2 separate regions of the Mus musculus genome follow, and region 2 is linked to region 1. Evidence: chromatin contacts called from public HiChIP or PLAC-seq data. All regions are on one chromosome and are shown on one strand. The core of a region is the stretch at or near the end of the contact, and the rest is flanking DNA. Distances in the headings are between cores, read along the strand shown. Region 1 has its middle 37 kb from the start of Gm40577. Region 2 has its middle 5.4 kb from the start of Gm40575.

Region 1 (5,880 bases), core at 1,708-4,207:
GAAAGCTCACATCCTCCTTGTAGACGCAGATCAGGCAGAGCCCGCATACCCACCAGGCCCTGGGGCAGCCCCCTTCTCCTCTCAGCTGCATAAGCCTCAGAGAGCCCAGGCCTGGGGATGTGAAACACATCCTGTGGTCCAGGAATGACAGTGCATTTCTTTAATTTTTCAATTCATGTCCCAACTAACAGCATTTCCAAGGACCCCCATCCAGGTAGATGAGGGGTGTCACGTGTGGGTCTGTTGAATTCCACCACTTGAGAATGCATCTCCCTTTCCCCTTCCTGGGAGCCATTACACCCATTGGCCGTCTTAAAAACCCTGCATGACCTTTGTCCTAGAAATTACTTCTGGGAATCGATATTAATAATAAAGACAGTTCCTCGTCTGATAATTTGGTATTGTACATGGACAAAGCAGAAAGGGCCTTACAGGAGCAAAGGGGGTTAAACTGTACAATCTCTGCTTCAGCCATGCCCTAGAATATGAATAAATACACAGGGATGGCTCAGCGGTTAAGCACACTGGCTGCTCTTCCAGAGGACCTGGTTCGATTCCCAGCACCCTCATGGCAGCTCTGAACCATGTGTAATTCCAGGTCCAGGGATCCAGTCTTCTTCTGCGCACACACACACCCATGGTACACATGTTCACACATGAGTGCAAAGCACTCACACACATAAGATACAGATAAATCGGAGGCTGGTGAGATGGCTCAGCGGTTAAGAGTGCCGACTGCTCTTCCAAAAGTCCTGAGTTCAAATCTCAGCAACCACATGGTGGCTCACAACCATCCGTAACAAAATCTGATGCCCTCTTCTGGAGTGTCTGAAGACAGCTACAGTGTACTTACATTTAATAAATAAATAAATAAATATTTTTTTAAAAAAGATACAGATAAATCAATCAGGCACTGTGTGAAAGTGTCTCAGATGGCTGTCAATAAAAAAAAAGCAAACAGAAGCTGGGCAGTGGTGGTGCACACCTTTAATCCTAGCACTTGGAAGGCAAAAGCAGGCAGATCTCTGAGTTCAAGGCCAGCCTGGTCTACAGGGTGAGTTCCAGGACAGCCAGGGCTACACAGAGAAACCCTGTCTCGAAAAACCAAAAAAAAAAAAAGCAGACAGCAAAGCACCGTGGAGTGAACACCATCAGGTTCCAAAAACATGGCTACATCTAAGGCTGTACCTAACGTATGCCGAGGAAAAATGACATAAAATGCTAATGACGTTCCTTTCTGGGGGATTTCTCTCACCTTTAAAAAGTTGTCTGCCTTTTTTTTCCCCACTCATACAATGAATCAGTAATGCATCTCTTGTTTCTGAACATGTTGCTGGGACTGGCTGCTTGGCTCCGATCCCTTCCTGAACACCTTGGGACAAGTCACCTGACCTCGCTGCTTCGGGCTTCTCACCTGTACAATGCCGGCAGCAGCTGCCTCGGTGTTTGAGGGTTGAAGTTAATGTATGCAAAACATGGAGCTTGTGAACTCGGAGATAATAACACCCCAGTGCCAGCTGTTTTTATTATTTGCTTAATTTTCTACATATAAACATGTCACTGCACAGCTCCAGGGGTACCGCAGTGCCAGCTAGACTCCAATGGAGAGGAGATTAAGCCAACACTCACACCCGATTAATCCGAGGCGGTTGGGAGCAGTGATTAATTCAGAGCAGTTGGGACGATGCTGTGTGAGCACACTAAGCAGAGCCTTGTTGAAGGTTTTGATCATTTTCTTAAGAGCATGCGAGGCATGGCACTGAACGGCCTCAAGCAGGGTGGTGGTCAGAGTCCGCTGGGTTGAAACTCCATGTCTACACTGTGTGCTGAGGACTGGAGTCTTCCCATAAGACCGCGGCGGGTATAGAACCAGACAGAAGCTGGCCGCCCTAGAAAAGCACCTCGCCCTCACCCTGCTCAAACCCCAGCAACTCAGGACCTTCAGGAAGTGGACTCCCCACCCTGCCACATACTTGGAGAGAAAAATTGGTCGGGGGTATAGCCGGGCTAAATCTGAAGTGACTAGAGGGGGACACCCCAGAAAGTCTCAGAGGCCATGCCTTCTGGTGGGCCCACCACTCCACACAGAGACATCCCATGGATGGATGGACACCAGGGGTTCTCGGGTGGCCTAGCTGTGGGGTCCCTGAAGGCAGACAGCCCCCACACGTGAGTGCCCTACCCGGGCCCAGGTCCTTGGTCATCTCTGGAACTCTGACAGGCCTTAAAGGAGTCGTGGGATCCTTCTCTCTCTTCTGCAGTCAGATCTCTGTCCCTTCCTGACTGTCCCTTCATGTTCCCCAGTCCCCCATCCAGGCATCTCTGTCCCTGCATGATGTCCCACCCATGATGTCTCTTTTCAGACTGTGTACCCTAGAAGGCAGAGATTGCCCTGAGCTGGGAGGTAACAGTACTTGGGCTTAATAGACACTCAATAAATATTTGGGGAAGTGGATTTGTGCAGGGAACAGAGTTGAGAAGAGAAAGCAGAGGCGAGTGGGTCTCAGCTCTTCTCTCCGAGCCCCTGACGCTGTGTTATGATGTAGCCTGCTTCACTTCACGCGATGGTCTCTGCAGGAGTCAGAGACCATCCCAGGACCTAGCTTGATGTCCCCAGGTAGGTTAACACTTTTTAGTGGATCCCTAAGAGCCTGACATCTGAGTGATCCCCAATTCTCCAAGACTCCCTTCCTTTGACTAGAACTAAGCATTAAGTACTTCCAGGCAGGGTGTCACATACAGAAGTGCTCAGTGCATGCATTCTCTTGCCATTTGCCCTTCAGACTGGGGATGATAGCATCAGGTGGGGGCCTGACCATGTCCTCCCTCAGCTCCCTGCTCTGTGGGCTGTGTGACTTGGTACTTCGGGCTGGCCAGCGTGGGAGGGGTTGGGGATAAAGCACCTCCTAAGGAAGGCCATCTGACAGCTCCAGGACCGTGGTGACAAGTTAATGAGTTCCACTGCGGTTACCCAAGGCACACGTCTGGGCCACGAGGCCGGCTGTCTGCCGTGTTGACCTTTAAAGGTGAGCATTTAACGCCCACGATCACTCACCTCTGATCGAATGTTCTGAAGATGAAGCCTGTCGGCGGGGAAAGTGATCACTCTGCCTCCCGCCCCCACACGACACTGTCCTCCCTTCTGAGTCATCGCACAGCTTTGCAAGACTGGTTCCCTCCGGCTCTGGCTGGAAAAACAGTACTTCCTGCCCTGCCTGCTGTTGACTGCCAGCCCAAGGCCCCTTCACCCCCAGCCCTCTTTCCACATAACTCTTTGATCCCAATCCATTCTTAAGCTCCTTGTCCACCCATCTCTGCAGTCGCTGATCAGGGAGGATCACCCCCCGCGCCCCAGGGGGAGACTCACTACAGAGAACAGGAGCTAAGCTAATCCAAGCTCACAAGGCGCCTATGGGTGTCATTTTATTCAGTAGGAAGCCCAGCAGCAGAGTAGGTTCCAAGGTGGGCTGACTCAACAGCTCTTTGTTGACCCCAAAGGTTGGCCTCTGGCCCCCTATACCTGTCTGCAATGTGTCCCCCACCACAGTTTGTTCCCAAAAGTGCATATTGCCTGTCTGTCCACGGAAACAAATCAACAGCCATTATGGATATTCGAAACATGATACATAGAACTGGCATATAAGCCAGCAACCCAAAGGAAATGAATACACGACACCAAAAAGACACCTACACGCCTCTGTACAACAGAGACCATTACAGAAAACCACAGCTGCTCAGAATGCAGAGAACAAGCCAGCAGGGCACTGCCCCGGTTGGTACATCAGCACTACAGTTCCTTCACCTAAGGCTTGGGGAAACTTTACAAAAGAGAGAACAGAAAGATTGCAGTTTTCCAGAAGACCAGAAAGTCAGCTGTGAGATTGTGTCCACTAGAAATAACAAAGTTTACTCATGATACCTCAACAATATGGCTGCCCTGGATAAGTACAGGAAGAGGGAAATCTCACAGGGCTGCACCCCTACACAGAGCGCCAAGGGTTCAGGAATGAGGCCCAACTGGTTATCCAATACCAAGTGGTCAGCCCTGAAATTGAACATACACTAAAGGGTGTGTGTGTGTGTGTGTGTGTGTGTGTGTGTGTGTGTGTGTGTGTATAAGGGGGTAGGAATGACAATTAAAGGAGAAGAGACCATGAATTTGACAAGGAACAAGGAAGGGGACATGGGAGGGACTGGAGAGAGCAAGAGGAAGGGTAGAAATAATGTAATTATATTCTAATCTTAAAAATAATTAAATCATGTATTAGAAAAACAGGACACCTACCTGCACTCCCATGTTTGTTGTAGAAGTACCCACCCCAAGTAACCAGTGCTCAGACATGGAAAACATGGCGGACCTACCCAGGAGACTATTCCTCGGCTCTAAAAGGGATGAAATTGGGGCTGGAGATATGGCTCAGCAGTTAAGAGCACTGACTGCTCTTCCAGAGGTCCTGAGTTCAATTCCCAGGAACCACATGGTGGCTCACAACCATCTGTAATGGGATCTGATGCCCTCTTCTGGTGTGTCTGAAGACAACAACTATGTACTCGTATAAATAAAATAAATAAATAATTTAAAATTTAAAAAAGAGAGAGAGAGAATAGACCTCGAAATGACTAGAAAAGCAGCTGTGTGATTTCCAGTACATAAAAGGATTACAGGTTGAAGATATGCCAGTGGCCCCAACTTGATCATGCGCATACGCTGAATAACTTATCATCATGTTCCCATACACACACACACACACACACACACACACACACACACAGGTCTCAAGTGTTGGAAACTTCATCCCGAAAGTCATGTTTATGGTGTCTGAACATGGAGCCTTTGAGAGGTGGTTCTGGCTGGATGCCATCACCTACATAGAGCCTACAAGACTGCATTGATGGCTCCTAAGAGAAAGAAAACAGCCAGGCATGGTGGCACACACCTTTAATCACAGAATTTAGATCTCTCAGTTCGAGGCCAGCCTGGTCTACATAGCAAGCCCCAGGACCCTGGAGAGAGAGAGAGAGAGAGAGAGAGAGAGAGAGAGAGAGAGAGAGAGGAGCCTGCATGCTGTCTCTGTTTATTGTATAATGACCCTATTGTGTTTTGATTCAACCGTGGTCCTTCCTCATCTCCAGATCCTGGTACCCTGCTCTTGGGCTTGTAGCCTCCAGAACCACACCCTGTCCTTTATACATAGTCTCAGGTACTTATCATCAGAACTTATCAGTACTTATCAACATAAACAGTCCCCACCTCTCTTCTGCCTGCCTCCTGAGGCCAAGATGGCAGCCTCCAGGCTCCAGCTGCTCTCTGGGGACTTCCTCTTTTTCACAGGAACCTGCCCTCAGTAGGGTCATTATTATTCTGGTCTCTGAGACAGTAGGGGGGCTTGTCCGCTGGGCAGCTCAGGGCAGCTGTAGACAGTGTCTGGTGCTTCCTACTGCTCAGTCAGATGAGGTCTGGGCCCAGCTTAGTTCTTTGTTCTGCAAGGAGTAGAAACAGTTCCTTCTCTTTCTGGTCATGTTCCGGCTTCCATAACCTTCCACTCTGTCTTCAGAGAGCGACTCTGGACTAGCTTCCAAGTAAAGAAGAATAGATTTTGTTAGTTGTTCTGTCACTTCTCCACTCGTGAGGGTGTGTGTGTGTGTGTGTGTGTGTGTGTGTGTGTGTGTGTGTGTTAGGAGTTGGTGGGGGTGGTCCTGTGTAGCCCAGGCTGGCCCTGAACTCACTCTGTAGCCAAGAAAGACTCTGACCTCTTGATTCTGCTGCCTCTGACTCCCTAGTACTGGATCAGGCAGTGTGCCACATCAGGTCCCCACGTAGCACTAGGGCTGGGTCCCAGGACTTCGTGCGTGCTGGGTAAGCACTCTGCCTACCGAGCA
Region 2 (6,247 bases), core at 3,518-6,017, 180 kb before region 1:
TTTCTCTGGAGAAGTCGGGCTAGCACCGCCTCCCACATGACAAGGAGACCCAGGGAGAGACTGACATTCTACTGGACAGTGTTGCTGATGATGCCGGAGCTGGGTCCAGCTGGTCTTGGACACCCTGACCACAAGAACCACCACCTTTAGGCCACCTGAGCTGTATTGCTATCACTGACCCCCAAAGGCGGTGAGAAGACATTGGGGAATATCCATGTGTGCCCAACCTCGCCCCTAGGCTGCCAACCTCAGGTCTGCTTATAGCCCAGTCACCTGAACAACATGGAAGCTTCCATAGGAAGCAGGCCAGCTCTGAATCTGCATCCACAGCCCTGTCCAGCCCCGGGGGATCATATTCTGGGACTTGTGATCATGCTGTAGGCTGAGGGCAAAAAAAAATCCAACTTGATCAACCTATGTCTACCCCTGCCCCATCACCAGTGTCCTGGTCAACCATGTGAACACTCCTGAGGGTACTTTGACCAGTCGGTGTTTTGCCTTCTGTGTCAGTGCCTCTGTTCCAGGACATCAAGCCTGGACTTTGGGGACCCAGAAGACCTTTTACAAGTTAAAGATACCAAGAGTAGAGAAAGCCCTGGAAAGCCACTGTGAGAGAAACATGGAAGGCCAAGCTAGTAGTATATGGGGCTGTGGACTGGGCTGGGCTGGCTCCATGGCCTCTCAACAGATCTGTGAAACAAGGCTTGGCTTGTATGGGTCTCAGCCTTATGGACAGTCTAAGGGACTAGGATCAAAGCTAGCAACCAGCAAGAGGCTGGAACCCATCATGTCCCAGAATCATCATGAGGAACCTGGCCAAAGAGGGGGGGGGGGTGGGCAAACTTGTTCCCATGGAGACAGGGCAGACGTTCCTGTCTATCCCCCCAAACTGAATCTGGGACAAGAGAGGATTTTTAGAGACAGGCTGTACTACCACCATCCTGAGACTTCAGCCATCCACTTGCAGCGACTGGCCACTCCCTTTATTCTACAAAGGGACTGAGATCCAGTTGGAGGGGGGCTTTGACTAAGTCATAGAGCTAATCAACCCCAGCCCTCTGGCCACCACCAGGCCCACCCCTAGGTCTCCTGTGAAAGGCCTGGCACTCATTGAAGCCTCAAGTGGTCTTTCTGTACTGGGCTGCCAGGATACCTACAGTCACCAAGGGCAACGTCATTCTCAGCTGTCAGGCAGGTTAAAGAGTAGCGAATGAGCTGGAGAGCAGACTTGGAGAAGGAAAGAGGCAAATAAAGAGGTGATTTGTGTGCCAGGCTTTTGGGGGACACTTCTGTTGCCAGGTGGCCCTTGAGTTCTGTCCTGGACTAAATATAGTTCCTTGGACAGTTTTGACCCCGGTAGCCCTGCACCCACAATGCAAGAGTCATTGGCCAGCTTGGAGTCAGGGCAGCCACGTGGGCTCTGGAGCAAATGCAAGTCGCTCCCTGTGCCTCAGGCACCCATCTCTGTTATGAGGACCTGAGCTAGAGCCTGATCAAGAACTACAGCACACAGAGCTGATATCCATGAATAAGCAGGCGCCAAGGCTTGGGGACACTTTGATAGCATCCCGATTGTTTCTTCCACCAACTCCCTACAGGCCTCAACCCTCTCCCCTCGATATAGGGCGAAGTTTAAAAAAAAAATGACAGCGTTTTACTTTGAAATGTAGTAAAACACAGTAAAGGAATCCCAGACTCATTGTCCCTAGCCAGAGATCTTCTGTTGGCAGTTTGTAAAATAAAGTCAGATAAGCACCCAGGGGGAAATTCAAGGGGACTGGAAAGGTAGAAGGAGAAAATGAGACTGGAAGATCCCTCAGCTGGAAAAGTGCTGGAGCTTGCTGGCCAGCTGTCATGGGGGAGTGGGGTCGATCACAGGGAGGGGGGCAGAGGAACAGAGGAAGGAAGGAAGAGAGGAAGTTGTCATCGTCTCTGGGCTCCATCCTCATTCATTCATACATACACACTCACACATACACACACACACACACACACACACACACACACACACACACACACACACACACACTATGGAAACAAGAGCCAGGAGCATGACCCAGCAGGTTAAAACATCTACTGCATATGCCTGAAGACCTATAAGAGCTTAATCTCATGGAGGTGTTATCTGTAATCCCACCATCTTTTAATAACGTAGGAGGCTGAGATAGAAGACTTCCCTTGAAGGTCATAGCCAGCTAGCCTGGAAGAGATGTCACATGGGATAAAGCAAAAGAGACTCTGCCAGGTGAGGACTGACACCCGAGGCTGTCCTTGGTCCTCATGTGTGCACAAGGTAACAGACACATACCTCTTTGCCCTACGTGTACACATGAGCACACATATATAACACACACACACACAGGAATGAAAACGTTTAAAGAAGAATGAGTAGATCTTGCCTCGTCCGTACTCTCCCACATCCTCACCACCATCAATAAGGAGACAAGACCTCAGGGCCACATCCCACCTCATCATAGACCACCTCTACTGCCTAGACATGGCCATCCCCTCCCTAGTCCTCAGTCATTTACTCACAAAGTGGATGGAAAGCTACCACCCACCTCCTGGGGCCTGCTGAAGGCTCGCTGAAATAAGGGAACTCAGAATGAGATTTGTCATGTTTTGTGTGTCTGATGATGACATAAATGATGACATAAACAGCCATTGCCTGGTCTTCTAGAAGCATATACCACTGTCTGTTTTTCTTTTTATTTAATGCCCCCCAAACGGGCCACGCTTTGTCTCATCTATTGCTTTCTTTTCTGTGATAAATATCCATCCATCCTGGTACACGCAGGTGCACCTTACACATGGACACAAACCTCAGGTCTGTGTGCCCCAGCATTTGCTGATCTCAGCGTGCACACTGAACCATCCACACTGTGTGTGTTTAGCCTGTTTGGGTTTAAACGTCCATTGACATGACACAAATGAAGGTTCCATTTCCCTCAGGCCTCTACGAGGCCTGCGCATCAGCTGGGCATCCTCCAGTCTGGATACTTAGCCCTTGGTGGCTAAGGGCTTCTGTAGAGATAGAGGCTAAAGGTCTGTAGCTACGCATGGTCCCAACATTTAATATGAGAGCAGACATGAGAGTCCATATGGGCCAACAAAGACCATGGCGGTGCAGTGAGGAACACCAGGCTCTGGAAGAACTCAGGGTGCCCTAGGGAAACAGTTTCGGCAAGCTTTGACCTGCATCCAACACCCAGAGGATTCTTCAGACTAAAGTGCCTGACCTGAGCCTAGAGCAATTGACTAAGACCTTACCAGTCGACTCTCTCTGGAGCTTTCCTGAGTCCGCCCTCTAGCACCAGCTTTGGGGACCCCTCGGGGAAGCCTGTAGAACTAGGGTCCTCACTGTGCTCTCTCAGCAGTTCAGTTCCAATCTGCCTTGTGGAAACATCCAGACACCCTCTGAGCAGGGATGCTGATGGAGCTGATCCAGGTCATCCATGCTTTCAGCCAGAAGACCAGGATGCCTCTTATCACCCCAGTGGGACTCAGAGAATATTTTAAAAAGAGACTCCTTGCCTGTGGGATTCTGCCTAGGTCCTCTGTCCATGTGATATGGATGAGTAGCTTGGTGTTGAGCTTATGGGAATCCTAACAGTTGGAGTGGCTGACTCTTGTCTATCCATGGGACCCTTTTCTGCCTGCTGGACCGCCTCACCCAGCCTTGGTGTTATGGTTTGTGCCTGGTCTTAATGAAGCGTGTGGTGCCACATTTAGTTGATACTTCTGGGAGGCCTGCCCTTTTCTAAGGGGAGGTAGAGTGGAAGATCAGTGTGGGGGAGAGAGGAGGAGGAAGGAGGAGGAGGAAGAGGAGGGGGGACTGTAGTTGGGATATATCAAAGAAGAGCAAGGAAGGAAAAAGACAAGAGGCTCCTAGAATGTCTTCTGACGATCAAGTCTGCTTCTGTCTGCAGGGCCAGGAAGCCAGATAAAGAGCGCGTGTTACTGGGGGCCAGTTCTGTTCGGGCATCTGAGCATGACTTTAGAATGGGAATGGATTGGCTCCAGAGAACAGTTTTCCCTCCCAGATATATAGGTGGGCCTCAACCAATCAGTTGCCAGGCTGGAGAGAGCAAAAGGTAGACCCACCTCCCAGTACTAGGGGATCCGTTCTACCTAACGGCTTTGCACTAGGGCATCTAGACTTTCCCTTGTGTCTGAGACTGAACCGAAGGCTTAATGTCTAAGCCTGAAAGTCTAAGATCCAGGGGCCTGTCTGTTTGGTTCTGGTAAAAGACTAACTTGGTTTGCCACATGTTGGCTGACCTCTCTGTCCAGACAAGACACGGAGGGAGAGGGAGGGGCAGAGAAAGAGAGAACGTACTGGGGATACCGCTCTGTTGATAGACTGCTGGCCAGGCCTACACCAAGCCCTGGATTCATTCTGCAGAGTGCCAGCTCTCTGCAGACAGAGGAAGAAGGGTCCGATGGTCAAGATTGTCCTTAACTCCATAGTGAGTTTGAGACCAGCCTGGGCCACATGAGATCCTGTCAGATAAAGGAAGACAGAGACATTTTGTTTCTATAAAGGCGCTAATCCACCCAAGGGACTCCACCATCATGAGCTCACCCCCTCCTAAAGGCCCCCCACTTCCTAATTATTTGCACCAGGGACTTGGGATTCCAAGTTGTGAAAACTTGGGGGGTGACTCATTCAGGCAGCTAGCGATTGACCTTTCTGAGACTCAGGCACAAGGCAACCTCCCTGTTCTCCCTGGGCTCCAGCTCGCCCAGTGCATGAGTCAGCCAGCACCTTGTACAAATGCACCATTTTATTGGCCGTCCAGAGAGCACAGCCTCCCAGGTGGCAAGGGGACTTCTTAGGGAGAGCCTGAGATTCAGTTCATTGGTTAAAATATTTACACTAGTTTAATATTCTTATCTGTTTCAGGTGGGATCTGGCAACTTCTGCCAAGTATGGTCTTCTCGACAACAAACGTTCTTCCTCAGCCCAGTGTCTGTACTCAGCCTTCCTCAGCCTGGCCCCTCGACCTGCTGCATAGACAGCTTAGCCACCAGTGTGTTCTGGAGTCTTTACATCAGCACCCACAGCCACCAGTTCCTAGGTCCACACACGAAACCCAGGCCTCCACAGGTCACGTCTTTCACATCTAGGTCTTCATCCCACAAGGCTTTGGGTGTCCCTGGTGACATTTAAGGTGATCAGGGATGACAGAAGAAAGGAAAACTCCTGGAGAGAGTGTATAAGCACCTGGGACAGGGCTTAGGGACATGCGCTTTAGCTTCTGTAGCCAAAGGATAAGCCATGGGGGCGATGGGTACCAAGCTTCATTTCTAATTCCTTTATTTGTGGGGTTTCTCATGCTTGTAGCCAGAAGATGGAAAAGGCCAGGAAAGCCAAGAAGGCCCTGGGCACTGGATCCCTAGCTAGTAAAGTCACCTCCTCACAGGACGCCTAAGGACACTCACCCTCCTCGCTGGCCTCCCAACTCCGGGACAGTTCCCGGACTCCGAGATATTCCAGGGAAGGTAACAGAGATGGACTGGAGGGCATAGGAGGACAAACTTCCACTGACCATCCAGCCTAGCAAAGCTAGAAGCTGTCAAAAACATAAAAATTCCATTTATAAACAAGATCAAATTATTTGATTGTGAAACCAGGGTCCGTGGAATTTGAAATAATTTAATATGAAACAATATCGTTTGAAATGCTGACCAGCCAAAGACCTGGAGATAGGAGGGAGCTGAATGGTCCTGTGCCCAGACATGGAACCCAGCCTCGGGGAATATCAACAAACCCTTCCTTCAAGGAGCTAGGTTCAGAGTCTGCTATGAGGCTGGCCCAGGCCAGGTTCTGCCAGCAAGCCTGTACCCTGCCATCTTCCTGGAGGGTACAAACTAGACAGTTGGCAAAACTCATACAGTCAGATACTGTCACCAGACAGCAAGGAAGAAATGAGGAGGTGATATGTGAGGACAGGAGGGAGATACGTGCAGAACCTAGGAATATAAGCTGTTAGTCTCAGGGACAGTTGGAGAGGCTATGGGGACTACAGTAGAGCAATAAGCATGGAGCTCAGAGATCAAAGAGGTATGCCCTCGGGAGGACACGCGGGACTCCTGGGCATGTGCAGCCCCGGGTCTGTCGTGTACGGCCAATGTGATGAGCAAGCAAGGTGCTACCACATCCTGGCTCCCTCCTCTGTAGATCAAAAAGAATCACAGACCACTCTCTCTGAGTCTCAAGAGGCTCAGCTGTCATTCCTGTAAC

What was found. HiChIP or PLAC-seq counts read pairs in DNA pulled down with a chosen protein or histone mark.
Region 2: a contact with region 1 is called in an HNF4G HiChIP or PLAC-seq map of pancreatic cancer cells, with 7 times the contacts expected there. The contact joins two enhancer-like sites. A contact is called at or near these places in 1 of 15 datasets of contacts at CTCF or cohesin (the NIH/3T3 cell line), 8 of 484 Hi-C or Micro-C datasets (cerebral cortex, embryonic stem cells, liver and 3 more) and 4 of 115 datasets of contacts at active chromatin or transcription factors (the NIH/3T3 cell line, embryonic stem cells and pancreatic cancer cells).

Annotation. Positions count from the first base shown.
Region 1 is chr12:110,378,369-110,384,248 of GRCm38.p6, forward strand. No RefSeq gene overlaps it. Among named protein-coding and RNA genes, the nearest start is that of Gm40577, 37 kb to the right of the region's middle. Within about 2 kb of position 2,958, at least 91 of the 459 cell types and tissues checked have an H3K27ac peak or open chromatin away from gene starts, as enhancers often do. A contact at or near this core is called in pancreatic cancer cells, where this site is marked.
Region 2 is chr12:110,196,379-110,202,625 of GRCm38.p6, forward strand. No RefSeq gene overlaps it. Among named protein-coding and RNA genes, the nearest start is that of Gm40575, 5.4 kb to the right of the region's middle. Within about 2 kb of position 4,768, at least 12 of the 459 cell types and tissues checked have an H3K27ac peak or open chromatin away from gene starts, as enhancers often do. A contact at or near this core is called in pancreatic cancer cells, where this site is marked.